Regions from separate parts of the Sus scrofa genome. Here region 2 is linked to region 1. A link is a contact called in public Hi-C data. All regions are on one chromosome and are shown on one strand. Each heading gives the region's core, a stretch centred on a gene start, on an enhancer-like site or on the middle of the called end of the contact. The rest is flanking DNA. Distances are from core to core; before and after follow the strand shown.

Region 1 (6,088 bases), core at 2,353-4,852:
AAGTGTTCTTGTTTAGGAGAAAATGTGGAGGAGAGATACTAGGGCTGTATGTGTGAGCATGTTCATTTTGGAAGCGGTGACTTATAGTGGGCTTCCTCAGGCTAGCTTCACTTGCTCCCAGAAAGAGGATCACCTCTTTTCACCTGACTAGAATTCTTGTCAATTTAAGGAGCCAAATACATATGTTCTATGAGACGTTGTATGTACATTCATAGCAATAAGCCTAAGTCATCTTAAGCTTGAGTGGGAAGTTTCGCTGCTCTCTGCCCCTTGACTGTCCACTTAAGGGTGCTATGTAAATATAACAATCAGACCTAGTGGAGAAAAGCCTACATTTTTGATGAGCAGCTCGCCTCTGCCATTTATGATGGCATAGAGCCAGGAGCTAGAGTTACCAAGGGAACTGTATAGAAAGCCAACAGGGCCCTGCTTGATTGCTGGTGGGGTCCTGTCTTCTGAGGGCTGGGGCTCCATGGGCTGCTGGCTTTTGTGTTTCCCTCCCAACCATATATCCAGCACATCCAACGACCCAGCACATGGCCATAACCCAGCCACAAAGTACAATTCTTATAGATCCCTCTTATTTGTTCATTTGCACTGGGGTTTGCTTCCCCGAGCCCAGCAGCCAGAGCCCTCCTCTTTCCCTGTCACAGGATTGGAAACCCCAGAACCGTCTCCCAGGCTCAGGCCCCTTGGCAATTTACTGGCCTCTGTCCTGCAACTTGCCCCAAGCCAGCTTTTCCAGCTGAGAAATGAGGAACTTCCTTGCTTCTGAGGATGCATGCATAGGAGCGCAAAACAAGCCTCAACCTGTTTCATTGAAGAGGGAGTTCGAGATACAAACCCCCTCCCCCCAAAAAAGACTCCTTAAAAACATAGAAAATCTAATCAGCATAATAGAAATGGCTGCTATAGCTAATGTTATCAAACAGTGACTAATACCAATCCCCTTGTAAGGAGAGTAAGAACCCAACATACATGAATATATTCTGCTTGGATCATTCATCCAGTTGGAATTACATGTCATCTGTTCTTATAGTCAGAATCTGCAGAAAGGATACAGGTCTTCCTTTTCCATCTTTAACTGCAAACATCAATGTAAACTCCTATTTGGACAGTGAATCGAGGAAGTCCTAGAATTCAGTAGGAGGAGTGAGACAAAGCCCTCTTACAAAAGTGATTCTACATACTTTTAAATTCCTTCTTAGGAAATTTGTTTTTGCAAAAAGCATGTTTTCTACAAAAAGACCAAGCTGATATCAACTGAAACTAACTAGTGACAGGTTAAATCTCTGCACATATTTCTGTTTTTAATGGGGAATTTTGTCCAGCTCCCAGACACAAGGAGGCTAAAAATTCATATTCAGATAAGGAAAGGCAAACCTTGGAGAACAGATGGAGCAGAGTTCAGCATAAAGGTTTAATCCTATCAGGCCGATTCCTGTATGACCATCTGGATAATCCGGCACACACATTCAAGGCCTGTTAAAAATACGGCTCCAGCCAAGATTAACGTCACAGATTTTCCACTAGACTTGCTCATATTTGACTTTATGATTTTCCAGGCCCAAGAAGATTGCTTGCAAATAAAGACTTGAGGATTCCGTGAAGAAGCAGTGACATGGTTTTTTTTTTTTAAAACCTAAAAATTGTTTCCTCTTTTCACAATATTGGGTGTCCATTTTTGGAAAGTTATTTGCATTTCTCTTTTTTTCTCAGACTTTCCTATCTAGAACTTTTCAGGATAATCAGGAGGATTGGGCTAAAAATAATTTCGTGTGTGAAAGTTCTCCTCCTCAGGAAGAAAAGAGTTATTTACTATTGTGTAATCAGTGGCAAGTGAATTTACTATTGTTGCAACAAATATCACAATTGGATCCATGAATAATTCATTTTGAGGACGCTCCCACCCTCCACAATAATTTTCTCCATTGCTTTGCAAAGGAGTGGCTGACAATCATAGAACAAGACAAAAAAAAAAAAAAAAAGAAAAAAAGAAAGAAAGAAACTGATGGCATCATTTGCTAGCTGCTCTAGGATTAATATTTTGTACATTTTAATTGTGGATTTGGCAAATCAAACTTGAATTGGTGAGTACATTCTCACTGCTTGGATTTATAAAATTCTGAGCTCCCGAAGTGTTTTTAACAAACAATTTTTGCATATTATGAAACAATGCTGTGTTGCGTGTCATTAAATCAAAAAGCCTTCAGTAAGTCTTTAAAGTGCAATTTAGAAGTTACAGGTACATCAAAATGTCAAGATTTTTCACTGCTAAATTGTTAAATAACTCTGTGCAGTAAACCTGCACAGAGTTCTGGCTCTCAGATAGACAAACTCAGAAATCCAAAAGTGCTTGTCCTGGAATGGTTGGGTTACCAGGTTGTCACACCAGAATTTCTGTCCTTCCCTTGTTCAGATCTGTGTCCCATGAGTGTAGAGGAATTTTGCTCGTTCAGAATAGAATAAGAAATCTGAAGAATAAACAGGAGGTAGATAGCATTTGAGCTGGATCTGACTTTAGCAAAAGGCATTGTTTGGAACTGAGCCGTGGTGCTGTTTATAGACACCTAGATAGCCCTGCTAGGTGAACTCTGCCTTAACATAGATGGATACTGGATCTATGTTTCCTTCTCTCAACTATGAATTTTCCTTTTCTTGTTTTCTCTGAGAGCCATGAATGTTGTCAAAGCAAAGGGCTTTCTTGCCAAATGAAATCACTTTGGAATAAAGGATGCAAAACCCTTGAAAATTTTGATTTTCTCGTTTAATATTTAAGAGGTTTAATTGCATCTGGGGTTGAGAAATACCTAAATCATGGGTTACATTACTCGTCAAGGTGACAAACACACCATCACACACAAACACACATACAGGGGGAGAGAGAGAGAGAGAGAAAGGCTGCTTTGCATCCATAGCACATGTTGTTTTGTTTTTTTCTCCCCCCATGTAATATCTAGACGTGCTAGTGGATGGGGCCGTAAATGCAGACAAGTAACCAAACCAAGCTAAATAAAACCCTTATAAACAATCAAATGCTTAACTTCATGGAGCAATTACTAGAGAAAATAAAGGAAGGCAGAAATAAATCTGGTAACTAAAGTTAAAAGTAAGAGCATAACCATCACAAAGACTGCTTCCTTGTGAGTGAGGAAACAGTCAAATAGGTGTATTCATCTGTTTATTAGCCGATTAGGAGTCTGTGGTGAGGTTAGCATTCTGAAAGTGAAGTTTGTATCCTATGGTCTAGGGTTCAGGTCAGACATAACTGCTACTGGTTTCTAAGGCTTCCAGTTGCCGGGTGGGTGGGTGAGCTCAGAGTAGATCTACCTCCTGTGCGTGGTGAAAATATACAGGGCTAGGCTTCCTGTAGGGTCACACCCTCCGTTTGCCCCCTTTCCTGGCCAGTAGCTACCAGTTGTTAGGATCAAAGAATGCAGGTGTTGCTGCTGAGAGCAGTCAGGAAAGTCATCATTTCACTTAGAAAAAAAAAAAAACCCACAGCAAAAACAATAGTTCCGATTAAACAGGAAGGGCACATTCTGTGCGCTGAGTCCAAGTGGGGGTGCTTTGTGTCCCTATTAGTCTGTGAAACAGGCTTGCTCCCAAGCACGGCCTCACCAAATCAAGTAGATAACAAGGGTGAAAGGCCTGAGATTTTATGAGGTCACAAGTGTCCCAAAGAAATGAGCTGAGCTCATGGGTTTCTCAACATTTTCTGCCAAGTCTCCAGAATTTGGGACAATAACATTAAAGTTAATTCCTCATTTTTGAAAAGATTGCTATTAATATTCATTCCAGGCAAATGAGAACTCCCCCCCCCCCCCCCCCCCGCCAAACATTCTACTTTGTAAATACTGAGGCCAAATCCACCTCTTCAGTAAACTTAGCTATGTTAGCAAGTTGCTGAATTGGCAGTTCCTATGAAAGTTTTGCAATATACTACATGACCTGAAATAGTGAGACTATGGTGTATTCTAGTAGATAAATAAACTCTGGTTAATGGGGAACTGATGCTGACAATAATTATTATAGTAGCAACTAGCATCCTATGTGCCTGGCCCATAGTGAAACAGCAAAACCCAAGTAGGCACTTTGTGAAATTTGTCTGGGGTCTATGAAGTGGGTACCTATATGGGCACTACTGCTTAGAGAGAGTAAATGACTGCTTCAGGGTTGCCCTGTGTGGCAGATGTGGAATTTGACAGCTGGAGCTCTTGCCCGTTTTCAGATGTGCTCATACTCTGATTGTGAAAGTCAGCTTCACACAACTGCATCTTTCTGTCTTTACTCAGAAGCCAGTAAGGGCCGGTGTCGGCATCTTCTCCTCCCCTGTAAGCATTAGTACCTGCTCTGTAGAAATGCTCACGCATAGAGAGTTCTGGTTAATAGAATTCTGGAAAAGGAGGGTTTCCACTTTTTTTTTTTTCATGTACCATGCATAACAGAAATGGAAAATTACCCTGTATACACTTAAGTGGAATGTCAAGATTTAGAATGGGATTTGAACATTTCTAAATCTGTGCCTTTGACCAACAGATTGAGTGTTGCTTCCCCATGGTATTTAAATACAGGAATGGAGAAAAGAGCCAAACAGCACATGACTAAGGAGGTTTCCATAATGGGACATCAGCTGTCACAAAGGCCTCATTTGGGGGATAAGAGATGATAAATGCTACACCTGGGTCATCTGGACAGCTACCCCCAACAAGTGTGGTATTGATCACAGCACAAAGAGATTGCAGAGGCAGAAGTAAGAGCAGCCCCAGGACCCTGCTGATAGCTGCACACACCACTAATTCACCTCAATGGGCAGGCACCTCTGAGCTCAATTAACCCTTATTCCCAAGGCCACCCATAAACCCCGAGGTAAACAGGGCTCTCCTGGCCTTTGCTTTCTCTCAATGAAATAGATCATTTCTATTGGAGGCTGAGGTGTGATTCCAGCTTATAAATTCACCTCACTAATAAAGAGCCTGGTACTTCCAATATGGGTGAGCCAGCCCTCGAATCTTGTAACACTGATTCTGTGAATCAGAAAATTTCCAGCTGCTGAGGCCATCCATGATTTCTTCTGCCTTCCGTGGCCAGTGGAAAGAAATATAAATGCTTTGGAGGTAGGGCCGGTGATAGAATTGTCCCCGGGTGCAATTGTCTGCACACGGAACATTAGTTGTTTAATATGTACTGGAAGCTGAATGATTTCTTTCTTTCACCTTTTTTTTTTCTCTTTTCCTCATTCTTCCCTCTCTTTTCCTTTTCACCACAACCATTGTGCAGAAGCAAATTGGAAATCTGGTAATTAGGCCCTGACTCACAGTGTAGTATTAGCGTCCCGAGCCAAAGTTCAACACCCTGAAATGAAATTTAAACCAATTAATCTGTTAGATTTTTATCGCTTGTCCGTGTTTTCTCAGCAATTCCCCCAGCACGTGGCCTTTGATCAACTCTCATACAAACGCTAAAATGTGTGCCTGCTGCTTGCAAGATGGGAATGACATTAACATGGTACTCAGAAAACAATCAGAGCAGAGGAGCCCTCAAACAGGCAGGGCATAGTAATATTTAATAAAAGCGCACACATAATCTTCAGAATTAGCATTTTGTGCCTTGCAGTACCTTTGGGAGAAGAGCTTTTATTTGTGGAGTGATCATTATTATAACAAAGAAGAGCTACCTAATAATTTCCACTTTAACTCTGCCATGTGCCACGAGCATTTCAGAGCCATTATGCTAAACTGTGGCGGTGTAATCATGCTATTGTCGTAGTTGGAAGGGGGGGAATCTCCTTTACTTGGGTGGCTGATGGGGGTGGGAGGAGAGGTTAAAAAAGAGAAAAGAAAGAAAAACCAACCCAAAGTTTTATTTTTAATGAGATTTAGAACCAGGAATTGGCTTCTGTCCTTGGGGATACCCACAGTGTGAAAATTCATTGGTGAGGGAGAATCTTTTATTAATTAAATCAAGATTTGGCGGGTAAAAGTGGTTTTGTATTCAAATCCACCCCCTTCTCCATTGCATAATATTTTCTTGGAGATAGGATTGTATTGATTATTACACTCCTGGGCTGGATTGAACTCTTTCGTGA
Region 2 (6,088 bases), core at 1,007-3,506, 590 kb after region 1:
TGTGTCAGCTGCCCCAGAGAGATCTGAGCTGAAAGAAATTCCTGTTCTGGTCAGAATACCAGGCGAGCGAGTGGCACAGTGCCCAAGCCTGCTTCTTCTGGTTCTCTCCTTCCAGCTAAATACAGGTCTGCCTTCTTTTTAAAGGACTGGTTCCAGGGAGAAATCTTCAAGAACCAGACAGATTGGAGAGGATAAATGAATGGGAGTCTGTGAGCTGAGATGTCAGCAAATAAAAATAAATAGAATTAGAGTGGAAAGAATGGAAACCTTCAGAATCTACAAATGTCTTTCCCCTCATGCTCAGGCATTTACCCCCCAAGAAATCCAAGAAAGAAGAGAAAGGCACTAACATGGACTGGATGCCTCCCATGCTATGAACACTACGTTAGCTGCTTTCATACATGTAATTTTATTTAATCCCCCACTCATCTTGCAAGGGAAGGGTTATCGTCTCTGTTTGATGATGCCAATCAAGATTCAAGGAGATTAAGACTTAGCCAAGGCCACACACCTAGAAAGTGTCAAAACCAGGATTCAAACCCATATTTCTTTTTCCTCCAAAGCCCTGCCCACTACACCACCAGCAGAAACAGAATCTTAACATGTTTTAGCTCAGGGATGACCTTACCATCATGTCCATTTCACAGAGGAAGAACCTGACCAGTAAGTAGAAGCAACTTGCCCAATGACTTGTAATGACCCAGGCCTTCTGGTTTCCAGGTAAGAAGCTCTGCATCACTGTATCCACTAGGGTCCTACAAGAAATGCACACTCAAGTAGAGGCATTAGGGTAGGGCATCATGAAGGGATTGTTATATGTGAGGACACATTTTAATGAAGGCAAAAAAGGCTGGTCAGGCTGTCCAGACATAGCAACTACAGGGAGGGCAGGCCTACCCTATACCTGAAGGGACGAGGCCAGGGCCCCAAACCCAGAGAAACCTGTAACTGAGGCTCAACCTATACCTGTAGGAGTACTCTGAACTTCAGTAGAGAAAGCCAATGCCAGCCTGCAGCCTGGCAGGGAGAGTATCCAGGGAATTAAACCCTGCCCTCTCTCTCTCCCCTCCAGCCTCCTGATGCCTCCCATTCACTGAAACTTAAAGAAAATCAGAAAATAAGGAATTCCTGGGATGTGGTTTCTAGGGGTCAGAGAAGGACAGAGAAGGGAGGAGAAAGGACCTAGAGGGGGAAATAGAGCCTTTTGAACACATTGCTCCACAGGGGTGCTTCTCTGAACCGCGGTCCTTGGGAAGAGTCCTATCTCAGCAGGTTAAAGATAACAAAAACCACATCAGTGTCCCCTACTCACCAATGTGGAGCCAAGAAGGATTGACATGGGGAAATACAGGGCAACTAACAGCACAGAGCTGGATTTCTCACTGCCGCTGCAGGGATGTTATTCTAATCTGGCCAAACTGCCTGTGATAAACAGGACAAGCCCTGCTCCATTATCTCCTTAGAATCAAAGGCATGACCTTGGGACTCTTTGGCTTTGGTACCCAGGTCAGTACCGGTGTTCATGGAGAGAGTAACTGGTGTTTCTGGTGAGCTTTTGTCAGTATTTGAGAATTAAAAATAGGGGGCAGTGGAGTTGGGTGTGTGCAGGAACATAGCATGTATACTGTCATCCCTGCTTGGAAGTCAATGCTACTTTAAAATAAAGACAATCACTTTTCAGCCTATGGGCTAAGATAAAGCCTAGTATCTGTTCTCAGAGTTTAAAATAAACACAACCCCTAAATGAAGGCGGTTTAGGCATCTTGGAAAGGATCTTCTCTCTTATCTATGTCTTCGGCACAGGCAACCTTGCTTTGACGAGACATCTCTCGCTCAACACACATGCACACGCACAGGCACGCGCGCGCACACACCAGTGCCACATCTGGTCTCTCAGCCCATCCCCTCCTGAAGTTTCAGCCTCAGCTTCCACTGAGCCCCCTTCCTCGCCCTGATTTGGTCATCTTTCCTACTGAGTTTAAATCAACAGTCTGATTTTATCAACAATAATACTTTATGGAGGTTTATTTCTTCAAACAGACTGCGCTCCTCTTCGCTATAAAGTTAATTTTATGTTCTTTGTTCACTTTCCTAATCTACAAATTACATCCTGCCGTTCCCTGATTACTTACTATTGGAAAAACAGCCCCTTTTTGCTTCCAGTTTGAATATTCTCTGCCTTATCTTGATGACCCTAATCTCTCTCCCGAGACTGGACTCTCAAGGCAGCGGTAAGCAACCGGCGAGGGCGCAGCGTGCCAGCCAGCACAGACCCTGCGCGGCAGCCAGCCGGCCTGCATGCCTTGCTCCTCCGCCCGGCCCGCTTCCCCCCGCCCTCCCAATCCTTTTTCTCTGAGTGTGGGAAGAGGCTTGGTTGCAGCAGGGAGGATTAGAAATTCTGGGATCCACTCCATGCTCTCAGAAAGTCCTAGTGGGAAGACGGAGAACTTCCGACACTCAGAGAAACAAGGACAAATGCTTCGGAGGCTGACATTTGGCTGATACCGCATGAAAAATGACCTGACTCTTTTGTTGGAAACGCCTGGAGGGGGAGGGGCTGCAAAAGGAAGAGAGATCGCCCGGAATGAGGGGAAAATAGAATCAGCTCTTACATGACCGGGGTTTTTAAAGAGGATGGGGAAGAGATGACCTGGCTGTCAGAAGTGTCAAAGGGAATTAGGCGTGTTTGTAACCGCATAGAGGGGAGAGAGGGAAATGGGAAGGAGGAAGAAAGTGACAAAAGATGGAAAGGACGGAGTCGGAAGGCATCTTAGCAAACCACATGTTTTACAAATGAGAACACTGGGGCCCCAAGTTCTAAACACAGCAAAAGAGTGATGATATTGATGATAATAATGTCAAGAGATATTTGCTTTCTTGCTATTCTTTCACATCTGCCATGTTCATGTCCATTTTCCAGGCTTTTAGCTTCGCAATAAAAATAAAAACCTAATATTTATTATGTCATATATACCAGACACTACCTAAATGCTTGACATGTCTTATCACAGTTATTCCTCCAAAAAAAAAAAAAAAATCCAGGAGGTAAGTATAATTATCATCTACATTTTACAAGTGGAAAAAGTGAGACACACAGAGGTTGATAACTTGGTGAGATCACTTGTAGGAAGATGCAGCCAGGATTTAACCAGGTCTGTCTGTCTGCTGAGCCACATTCAAAAAACATTTGTGGAATGAATATGTGTACACATTTGTATATTATTCAGAGGACCATCACGCCAGCTTTAGTCCCAGTGCTCTAATTTTCTGGGGGGTCATTGTATTTTGTCCAAAATCCTTCCAGGCCACCTGATTTCTGGGGCAGCATCTTCTTCTGAAACTCTAGGCTGAATATAGTAACTCTTTCCATAAATGTCTAAATATTAAATATTTTAAGCTTTGCAGACCATATATTTTCTCTGTAATATTTTTTTAACAATCCTTTAAAAATGCAAAAAAAAAAAATCATTCTTCACTTGAGCACTCCTTCTGACCCCTGTTCTAGACTCCAAACCTTGGAAGCAGGCTGAAAATGTCCCTCTCCTACCACCTGTCCATCCAATCATCAAAGTCTGGGGGCTTGGGCTGCCTCTCAAAATACCTGTTACATTTTTTTCAGCACCCCACCATCCCTAGTCCAGGCATCTACCATCGCATGCATGCTGTGGTCACCAGAATGGTCTCTCTTACTCCGCAAAGCTGCCCACATGTCACTGCTGTATCCATTTTCACAAACAATGATTTTCACAGAACATTCCCTTGCTAAAATACCTTCAAATCTAAGCTCCTTACTCTGCATTCAGAAGTAATCCCCCAAACACACACACACACAAACACACACACACACACACAAAACACATACACACACAGAGAGAGTTATCAGGTCTTTAATGTTAACAAAAAGAACAGCTAACATTTAGTGAGCATCAAAATGATCTAGACATTCAACTAGTCCCACGGATCATCTCATTTAAGCCATATCAGAACCCTAGGAGATAGGTATGATTATAAGCCCAATTTTATAGATGAGTAACTGGGGCTCAGAGAGGCTAAGAAACATATGCTGTTTTACACAGTAAAGTGGGAGACTAGGAACCAAAGCGTGGCTCTAGGACCCAAGGGTCCCTTCTGTTAACTTCCATCCTATATTACCTTTAACATGTCTCCCGCTCTGTCCTTCTACAACTTCTGCACCAGTGCCACCAAAAAACATCTTCCAAGAGACAGCAAGCAGGTCACCCCACAGGATCAACATCTCAACTCTTTGGGCTGCTAAGGGAAGTGATTGCCCTAGAAGAGAAGCTGCTGCCTCTGAACTTAGAGCACCATAAATCGAGTGGGGATGAGCTTAGGTGTGGACAGTGGGTTCCTTCTGATGTTCCCAATAGCAGGCTGCCAGCCAACAAGTGGGCAGCTCAGAGCAGCTGCATTTCCAACCAGCAGACCAGGGCAAGCTACTAACGTGTGGACACAACCTCTCCACAATTTGCTTAAAAGCCACACTGTGTTTCCTGGACAATGGCCACAGGCCAAAATACACACGTTCCGGTTTTTACGGCTCTAAGGTAAGCATTCTTTCAATGGTTCTCTCCCTGTTCCCTTGCTGTCTAGTGCATTGTGTTTTGCTCGTTCCTTCTCCTTTTTTCTTTTTTCTTTTTTTCCTTCCCAGCTCTGCTCTCTGCCTCCCTTGCTTCAACCCTCCTGCTTCAAAGCTTGCTAGCCATGATCTCAATCTCCTGCCTTGCTTTTCTGCCACCTCTCCATCACAGAGGTTTTCCTCTCCTTTTGGTCAGGTTTTCTCTAATTACTAGACTTCCTCTCCCTCTGTTTTCCTGTTTGCCTGGCAGAGCCTCCTTCCCCTGCCTTTTAAGTTTCCCGGCATTAGCACCGACTTGAAAGCACCACTCTGGCTTCCTGGTCTTCTTGTTCCCCCGCTGGTCCATCCTCTCTCCTCCACCATGGCTTCCCTGCACGGCCCTTTCCTTTCCCTCTGGACACCTGGTCCCATGCGCCCCTCTCACCCTCCCCATCCCCTTCACCCTTCACCTCTGTTCTTTGTTCCTTTGTCTCCTGTCTTTCCTCAGCCCTCCCATCCCTCCTCCTAGGTCCCCTCTCCCGGTTTCCATCCCCCTAACCTTATCTTTGTTTTCCTTCCTTCTGGCTGCTGATAGAGTGGGAGTAGTTGCAGGCTGCATCCCTGATTTCACATGCAGACCCAGAGCCAGCATGTCAGTCTAATATTAACATTGCCCAGAGAAAGGGGGTCTTGGTCCCTATAAGCAATTTCGCCGTGCAGCTTGGAGCTGAGCTAGAAGGCTTTAGAATAAAGCCATGAGAAGTCTGAGGCATCCCGCTTGGCAGGCAGCATGGAGAAAGGACCGTTTCCTTTTCCCACTGATCTCGTTTAAGTCAAGGCCAAAGACCAGGGCTGAGACCAGGGCTGAGACATTTGTAAGTTGTAGCCTTGGGGTGGGACCTCAGTGACCTGCCCTGCTCCTTCACAACACACACACACACACACACCCACACACACACACACACACTTCTTACTCACATCTGTTCAGAGCAAAAGGCCCTGTGAATTTTCACATGTGGTGTATGAAACAAAAAATAAGATCTATAAAGGGAACCAAAACCAGCACAAAGGAGATACTGCTGCTGAGGAAAGGGCTGTGCTCCATCCCCTCTGCCTCTTGCCCCTCAGTTCTTTTCAACTTCAGTCGTTCCTGTTTCCTTGACTGAGCCCCACTGGAGCATAGCGGGCGTCTTTCCTTAGAGGACAGCGCCATCTAGCAGGTGAAATGCCAAACCCTGACCATGGAGCCTGGAAACAAACTAGTCTCCCAACCAGTTCCCAGCTTCCCTGTTTTTAACTGTTGGCCAGTCAAACCCCATTTAGTCTGAAATAGTGATTTAACAATTTGGCCTTGTTGGAGATTTGTCCATTTCCAACCACCTCTATTTCTCCAGGCGTGACTGAGTTTCAGTTTGCGGCCTTAGTTTATCGAAAAGGCAAAAAAGTTCTAGAACCCACAGACTGCCTGATGCTAGGGAGCTTCAGGTGACTTTTCTAAAGAAAAACAAAAAA

What was found. Hi-C and Micro-C count contacts between places; a contact is called where the count stands out from the background.
Region 2: a contact with region 1 is called in a Hi-C map of retroperitoneal adipose tissue, with 1.8 times the contacts expected there. The contact joins two enhancer-like sites. A contact is called at or near these places in 7 of 47 Hi-C or Micro-C datasets (embryonic fibroblasts, epiblast stem cells, heart right ventricle and 4 more) and 1 of 2 datasets of contacts at active chromatin or transcription factors (skeletal muscle).

The regions. Positions count from the first base shown.
Region 1 is chr16:64,640,304-64,646,391 of Sscrofa11.1, forward strand. The region is part of intron 9 of EBF1 (transcription factor COE1); the gene reads left to right. Among named protein-coding and RNA genes, the nearest start is that of EBF1, 290 kb to the left of the region's middle. Within about 2 kb of position 3,603, at least 15 of the 83 cell types and tissues checked have an H3K27ac peak or open chromatin away from gene starts, as enhancers often do. A contact at or near this core is called in retroperitoneal adipose tissue, skeletal muscle and subcutaneous adipose tissue, where this site is marked.
Region 2 is chr16:65,231,230-65,237,317 of Sscrofa11.1, forward strand. No RefSeq gene overlaps it. Among named protein-coding and RNA genes, the nearest start is that of CLINT1, 260 kb to the right of the region's middle. Within about 2 kb of position 2,257, at least 24 of the 83 cell types and tissues checked have an H3K27ac peak or open chromatin away from gene starts, as enhancers often do. A contact at or near this core is called in retroperitoneal adipose tissue, skeletal muscle and subcutaneous adipose tissue, where this site is marked.